2 separate regions of the Zea mays genome follow, and region 2 is linked to region 1. Evidence: chromatin contacts called from public Hi-C data. All regions are on one chromosome and are shown on one strand. The core of a region is the stretch at or near the end of the contact, and the rest is flanking DNA. Distances in the headings are between cores, read along the strand shown. Region 1 holds the start of LOC100285033 (zinc finger, C3HC4 type family protein). Region 2 holds the start of LOC100501518.

The links. A called contact is a pair of places that touch in the nucleus more often than the background predicts.
Region 2: a Hi-C map of bundle sheath shows a contact between it and region 1, with 1.8 times the contacts expected there. The contact joins the promoter of LOC100501518 here to the promoter of LOC100285033 in region 1. A contact is called at or near these places in 5 of 25 Hi-C or Micro-C datasets (bundle sheath, ear, endosperm and 2 more).

What each region holds. Positions count from the first base shown.
Region 1 is chr10:143,263,464-143,266,584 of Zm-B73-REFERENCE-NAM-5.0, forward strand. It overlaps LOC100285033 (zinc finger, C3HC4 type family protein), which reads right to left and starts at 1,484. Exons shown (of 6, transcript NM_001157928.1): 1 at 1,373-1,484; 2 at 279-391.
Region 2 is chr10:143,507,095-143,510,172 of Zm-B73-REFERENCE-NAM-5.0, forward strand. It overlaps LOC100501518, which reads left to right and starts at 1,761. Exons shown (of 3, transcript NM_001357710.1): 1 at 1,761-2,467; 2 at 2,597-2,722; 3 at 2,871-3,078. The coding sequence starts at 1,860.

The DNA of each region.
Region 1 (3,121 bases), core at 234-2,733:
ATGATTAAAATGGGCTCAGCAGACCCAAAGAAGTGAAGAACATGATCTTTATCATTAATTTTACTGGCATGTTTGGATCCTGGGAATTGAATTTCATTTAATAATCATACTTTACGCACAGACCAATTAAGTTATAGAAGCACATCATGGCAGTCCTATAGACTTATATCTAAACATTGGAAATTTAAGAAATGACAAATTCTAAGTCAAACGGTCTAATCTATTAGGTAGATTCTAATTCTTCAAAGTAAACCAAATTAGTCAGGTGATCCGTTTACCTATTATAATCAGTCTAGATATATATGTGCCTGCTCATAGCACAACCAAAGCGCCCAAACGAATTTGCTGTACTAGCAACCTTTTCCCCTTCCTGTCTGAAATTATTCCTATCCTGAAAGGTCAATTTGGTCAAGCCTGCATACCACGACACAACACAACACAATAATGTACCAAAACCGAAAGGTGTACTGATTTTGCTTTACGGGAATTTTAGAGACTATTAATTTGTCGTTTGATTTTTTTTTTGACATCAACTTTGACCGGTTTGTCTTTTTCGGAATATTTGTGAAAATATAGAAAAATCCAATTCATAGTTAAAGTAAGCTATATGATAAACTAAATCAAAATGAAAATAAATGATAATGATGAGTTTTTTTTTTTAATAAGCCGAGCCAGTCAAAATTTAATAAAAAAAAGTTAAAACGACATTCACAGAGGGAGTAGGAGGCACCCGACGGTTGACACATACGGATTCCATGGGATCGTAACTGTCTTATCGCATAAGAAAAATATTATCTTTGTCTTGTAAGTGAGAAAAAAAAAGCATGAGAAAGAAAGTTGCTGGTTTCAGACAGTCGAAGCAACCGAAACATGCAGCAGAAAACGATTCCGTCTTTCAGAGGATAGACTTTGACCTGTATCCGGGGAAGAAAACAGAGCAAGTTTTTCGTTCTTTCTTTTGCGATAAGAAAAAAAAAGCAGAGGAAGTTTGATATAGTAAATGAAAGGGAATTGGATTGCAGAGACAAAAGAAAAAAAAACCAGAACTTTCGTGGACCATCAAATCTTCAAAGACCCAATAAAACCTATCGCGCGATCGATCACGATGGTAACAGGTATGTATTCCCAAACTTGCAGCGCCTACAGCTCGCACAGGCAGTCGCTACGGAAGAAGTGAACGAGAAAGGCGCGAAAGAACCACCCTGAATTTCAAAGGTGAACTGCAAACTCGTAGGCCAGTTTCATACTGTGGCACGAGCAACCAAAGAACACCAAACCAGACCCGAAAAGGTTGTAAAAGAAACGACGGGTAGCATGACAAGAACATAAATAACACGAGGAAGAAGAAGGAGAAAGAGCGGCCATGACCGACCTTCCTTTCCAAGCCTTTCCTTCAAACCGGGCGATTCTCCTCCACTGGAACCGGGCCGGACAGCGACCGGATCGACCCGGAGAATCGAGGGGAGGAATTGGGAGGGAGCGATAAGAGGAGATCACGAGTGGTGGGAGTTGTTATATACGCATGGCCAAGAAGAAGCAAGCCACAGAGGGAGGGGGTTGCGGAGGCGACAGGCGACGGAGACGAAGCCGGCGTGGCGGGCAGGAAGGGACGGCGGCGGGCCCGCGGGGGCAGGTCGTGTGGGAGCCGTCGGATCGGATTGGGCGGCTGGGCGCGCGCAGAATCCGACGGCTCGAGGGGGAGATGGCCCGGCACGGGACCCGCTCAAACGAAGGCCCAGGACCGCCCCCACCACCGAATTTCCTGCCCGATAATGTGCCGGCAGTAGTCGAGTGAGTGGACCCATGGAGAGGCTGACACTGACAAGCGGCCATCCTGTTGCCTGCGCATTTTTTGAGAGTTTTTTTTTGTCTGCTTTTCGTGAAGCAGTGTTAGTGTTTTCTGGTCCTTTTTCGCAAAAATAAATGGTGTTTTTTTTCATCATCTAGGCTATGTTTGATCAACTATTGAGCATAATCAACTATTTAGTTAGTTGTCCCGTACATTGCTAGTTTTCTATATGTCGGCGTTTCGAGACCGGGGGTCCCTAAGCCGACGAGTGAGTGTGCCGCGTGCCCCAGCCCAGATGGGTCGAGCGCGTGGGCGAGCGCGAAGGGGGGAAAGCGAGGTGGCCGGAGACGGGCGTGAGAGAGGTGGAAATCCCGCGGCCTTCGTGTTCGTCCCGCGCCCAGGTCGGGTGCGCTTGCAGTAGGAGGTTACAAGCGTCCACGCGGGTGAGTGAAGCGAGCGGCCCCAAGAGAGCGCCTGCCCCGTCCTCGCCCCCGCGCGGCCAACCTTCTCTAAGAAGGCCCTGGTCCTTCCTTTTATAGGCGTAAGGAGAGGATCCAGGTGTACAATGGGGGTGTAGCAGAGTGCTACGTGTCTAGCGGGGGGAGAGCTAGCGCCCTAAGTACATGCCAATGTGGCAGCCGGAGAGATCTTGGCACCCTGCTGGTGTGATGTCGTGGCTGTCGGAGGAGCAACGGAGCCTGGCGGAGGGACAGCTGTCGGAGCGGTTGAGTCCTTGCTGACGTCCCAATGCTTCCGTAAGGGAGCTGAGAGCCGCCGTCGTCACAGGGCTAGCGGGGCGCCATCATTGCCTATCTGGCGGAGCTAGCCAGATGGGACACCGGTCTTGTTCTCTGCGGCCCGAGTCGGCTCGGGGTAGGGTGATGATGACGCTTCCTGTTGACGTGGCGGGCCTGTGCCCTAGGTCGGGCGACGTGGAGGCTCCTCTGAAGCCGAGGTCGAGTCTGTCTTCCATGGCCGAGGCCGAGCCCGAGCCCCTGGGTCGGGCGAGGCGGAGGTTGTTCGGCAGAGGCTAGGGCGGAGTCCGAGCCCTGGGGTCGGGCGAAGCGGAGTTCGTCGTCTTCTGGGGCTGAGCCCGAGTCCGAGCCCTAGGTCGGGCGGAGCGGAGTTCGCCGTCTTCCGGGGCCTAGCCCGAGTCCAAGCCCTAGGTCGGGCGGAGCGGAGTTCGCCGTCTTCCGGGGCTTAGCCCGAGTCCGAGCCCTGGGTCGGGCGGAGCGGAGTTCGCCGTCTTCCGGGGCTTAGCCCGAGTCCGAGCCCTGGGTCGGGCGGAGCGGAGTTCGCCGTCTTCCGGGGCTTAGCCCGAGTCCGAGCCCT
Region 2 (3,078 bases), core at 511-3,010, 240 kb after region 1:
AGCTCAAAGTTTGTGCGACGAATATAATATTTTTATTTTTAATCCCCCCGATTGACCTACTCCTCCGAATCGGTGCAGGATTTGTTCAGCTCATCTCCGAGTCTGAACTAAAACCATCGTCGTCAGACTGCCAGAGGCCACTGCAACTACAACCACTTTGGCTACTCTGCAACATGGCGTGATAGTTTAAGGGATCGGTGGCCTCGTCTCGTCTGTCTGTTACAACGGCAGGAGGGACACATACCTGGCGTGATCGTTTTTCCAAATATATGCAACTTGCCAAGTCTGTTGAGAAAAAAAAAAGGCACGGGAGGGAAGATATGCAAATTCGCCCCGAACCGTGGATTTTGCGGAGCCACTTGGCTAGGCTTAGAGCATCTCCAACAACGTGACCTATAAAAATATCTTATAATTTAAAAATAAGTAAATTTTATAGAATTTAGGACACCAACAAAACACTTCGCTCCAACAGTAAAGCCCTAAATCTAGATTATAGGGCAGCCCACTACGGTGTAGTATATTTGAGGCACTTGAGAAGGTGCCCTATAGTTTTTTGACAAAATTTATTGAATTGAGGCACTGTTGGAGTAGTTTTTCTTGTGTAGAGCCCTATATTTCAATTTGAGGCACTAGTTTGAGGCATTGTTGGAGATGCTCTTACATGTTATAATTGACGGTTCGGACGTGTAAACGCTTTGCCTAGCGTAGTTGTCAAACCAAATTGTATTATTCAGAATCAAGCGCGCAGATCGCCCGTCAGCTTTTTTTTGTATATATTTAAATATGAAAAGGGAGAGGGGAAAGAAAGACTCGTCCGTCCACTGCTCGCGATAGGTTAAGCGGCCCATAAGTGTCGGAGATGGTTCAACTCCTCCCGATCACGCGAGAAGATATGCCAGCTCTCTAGCACACTTCGTCAACGCGATATAAAAAAAAAGATGCATAAAGGATCCGGAGACGCGCGAAAGTTCTCAAAGCAGGCGTGCAAATTCCTCTACCCGGCCCAGACCATTAGAAAAAACAAAAAATAAGGAGATAGGAGTAGATAACAACATCTCCAAGGGACACCGCTAAAGCGAGAAATGGTGCGCCTTTTTTTTAATCATGCCCATTACTACTATTTTACTCCCTAGTTTAATTTATCGTCTAAAATACTTGTGCGCATCATTATTGCCCTCCCCCGTAGTTGACTTCGAAGCAAAGACACATATGGGTGCGATGCTGGAAATAAAGGCTTAGAAAACTGAATTTTTCTTCTTATCTCCAAAGTCCACTACCTATCTCATGGATGGCCAAGACGTCACCATCATTCACACACATACGACGTATTTGAGCATTTTACACAGAACACCCCATCTTTGTCTCAATTATTGGGGAAGCGATTCAAGAGATCTGGAGAGGCCAGGGTGTTAATATACTCCACCACGGACCAACACAACACATATGATTTTTGTTAGCTTACGAATGCTTGTTATGTTTGTTTATCAACCTTTTTTTAGTACCACTACCCGAGATCTAAAAGTGGACCTAAAAAAATCAATAATAAAGAGAGAGAGACGCCAGAACTGGCCAAAGTGGCGAAGGCGTGACCACATCGATATTTGTAGGAATCCAACGGGCTGCTCCAGAAAAAAGCAGCAGCACCCATTGACTCGCATCTTCCTCCCCCCTCCCCTGCTCAGCTCTCCCCACCATTTCCACCTATAAAGCCGGTCCGCGGCATCCCTTCCGACCTCCACCTCCTCCCTTCCCGACCCAATTCTCCTCAATCAAAGAAAGTCCCCACGCAGAGCAAGCCAAGATCTGCGCCGCGGCGAAGCAAATCAAAGCAAAGCAAAGCAAAGCACCGGCTGGCTCCCATGGCCGTGGACCTGATGGGGTGCTACGCCCCGCGCCGCGCCAACGACCAGCTCGCCATCCAGGAGGCGGCGGCGGCGGGGCTCCGCAGCCTGGAGCTCCTCGTGTCGTCGCTGTCCACGCAGGCCGCCGCGCCGCACAGGGCCGCGGCTCACCAGCTGCAGAAGCCGCCTTCGCAGCCGCCGATCGGCGAGATCGCCGACCAGGCCGTCTCCAGGTTCCGCAAGGTCATCTCCATCCTGGACCGCACCGGCCACGCCCGCTTCCGGCGCGGGCCCGTGGTCGAGGCGCCGCCACCGGTGCCTCCTCCGGCCGTCTCCGCTCCCGCTCTCCCCGTGGCGCACGTGGTGGCTCCCGTCGGCGCGGCGCAGCCCCAGAGCCTGACCCTGGACTTCACGAAGCCGAACCTGGCCGTGTCGGGCGGCGCCACGTCCGTCACCTCCACGTCCTTCTTCTCCTCGGTCACGGCCGGCGAGGGCAGCGTGTCCAAGGGCCGCAGCCTGGTGTCCTCCGGCAAGCCGCCGCTGTCCGGCCACAAGCGGAAGCCCTGCGCCGGCGCGCACTCCGAGGCCACCACCAACGGCAGCCGCTGCCACTGCTCCAAGAGAAGGTAAAATAACGCCGATGTCTCCAAGCTAATTAAAGGCTTGCTCACAAACAACAACAACACCAACAAAAGGAAGACACCACTTGTCATCTTCTAACCCTGGCCGCTGCCTTAATTGTTTTCGATTGACAGGAAAAACCGCGTGAAGAGGACCATCAGAGTGCCGGCGATCAGCGCCAAGATCGCGGACATCCCGCCGGACGAGTACTCGTGGAGGAAGTACGGCCAGAAGCCCATCAAGGGCTCCCCCTACCCACGGTAAGTCGTCTGTAAAATCCAATCTCCTCCTACGGACCTGTCGGCATCGCTCGCCCGCTCGGCGCTCGGCTCTTCTTTACCGTCGTCTCCGACTATCCGCGCCGACGAATCTGACTCTTCTCTCGCCGCCATCTGGTTTCCAATCCAGGGGCTACTACAAGTGCAGCACCGTGCGCGGGTGCCCGGCGAGGAAGCACGTGGAGCGCGCCACCGACGACCCGGCCATGCTGGTGGTGACGTACGAGGGCGAGCACCGCCACACGCCGGGCGCGCCCGCGCCCGCGCCCAGCCCCCTGGCGGCCGCGTCGCCGGTGCCCGCCTCCGCCGCCGCCGCCGTCTCCGCCGGCAACAACGGG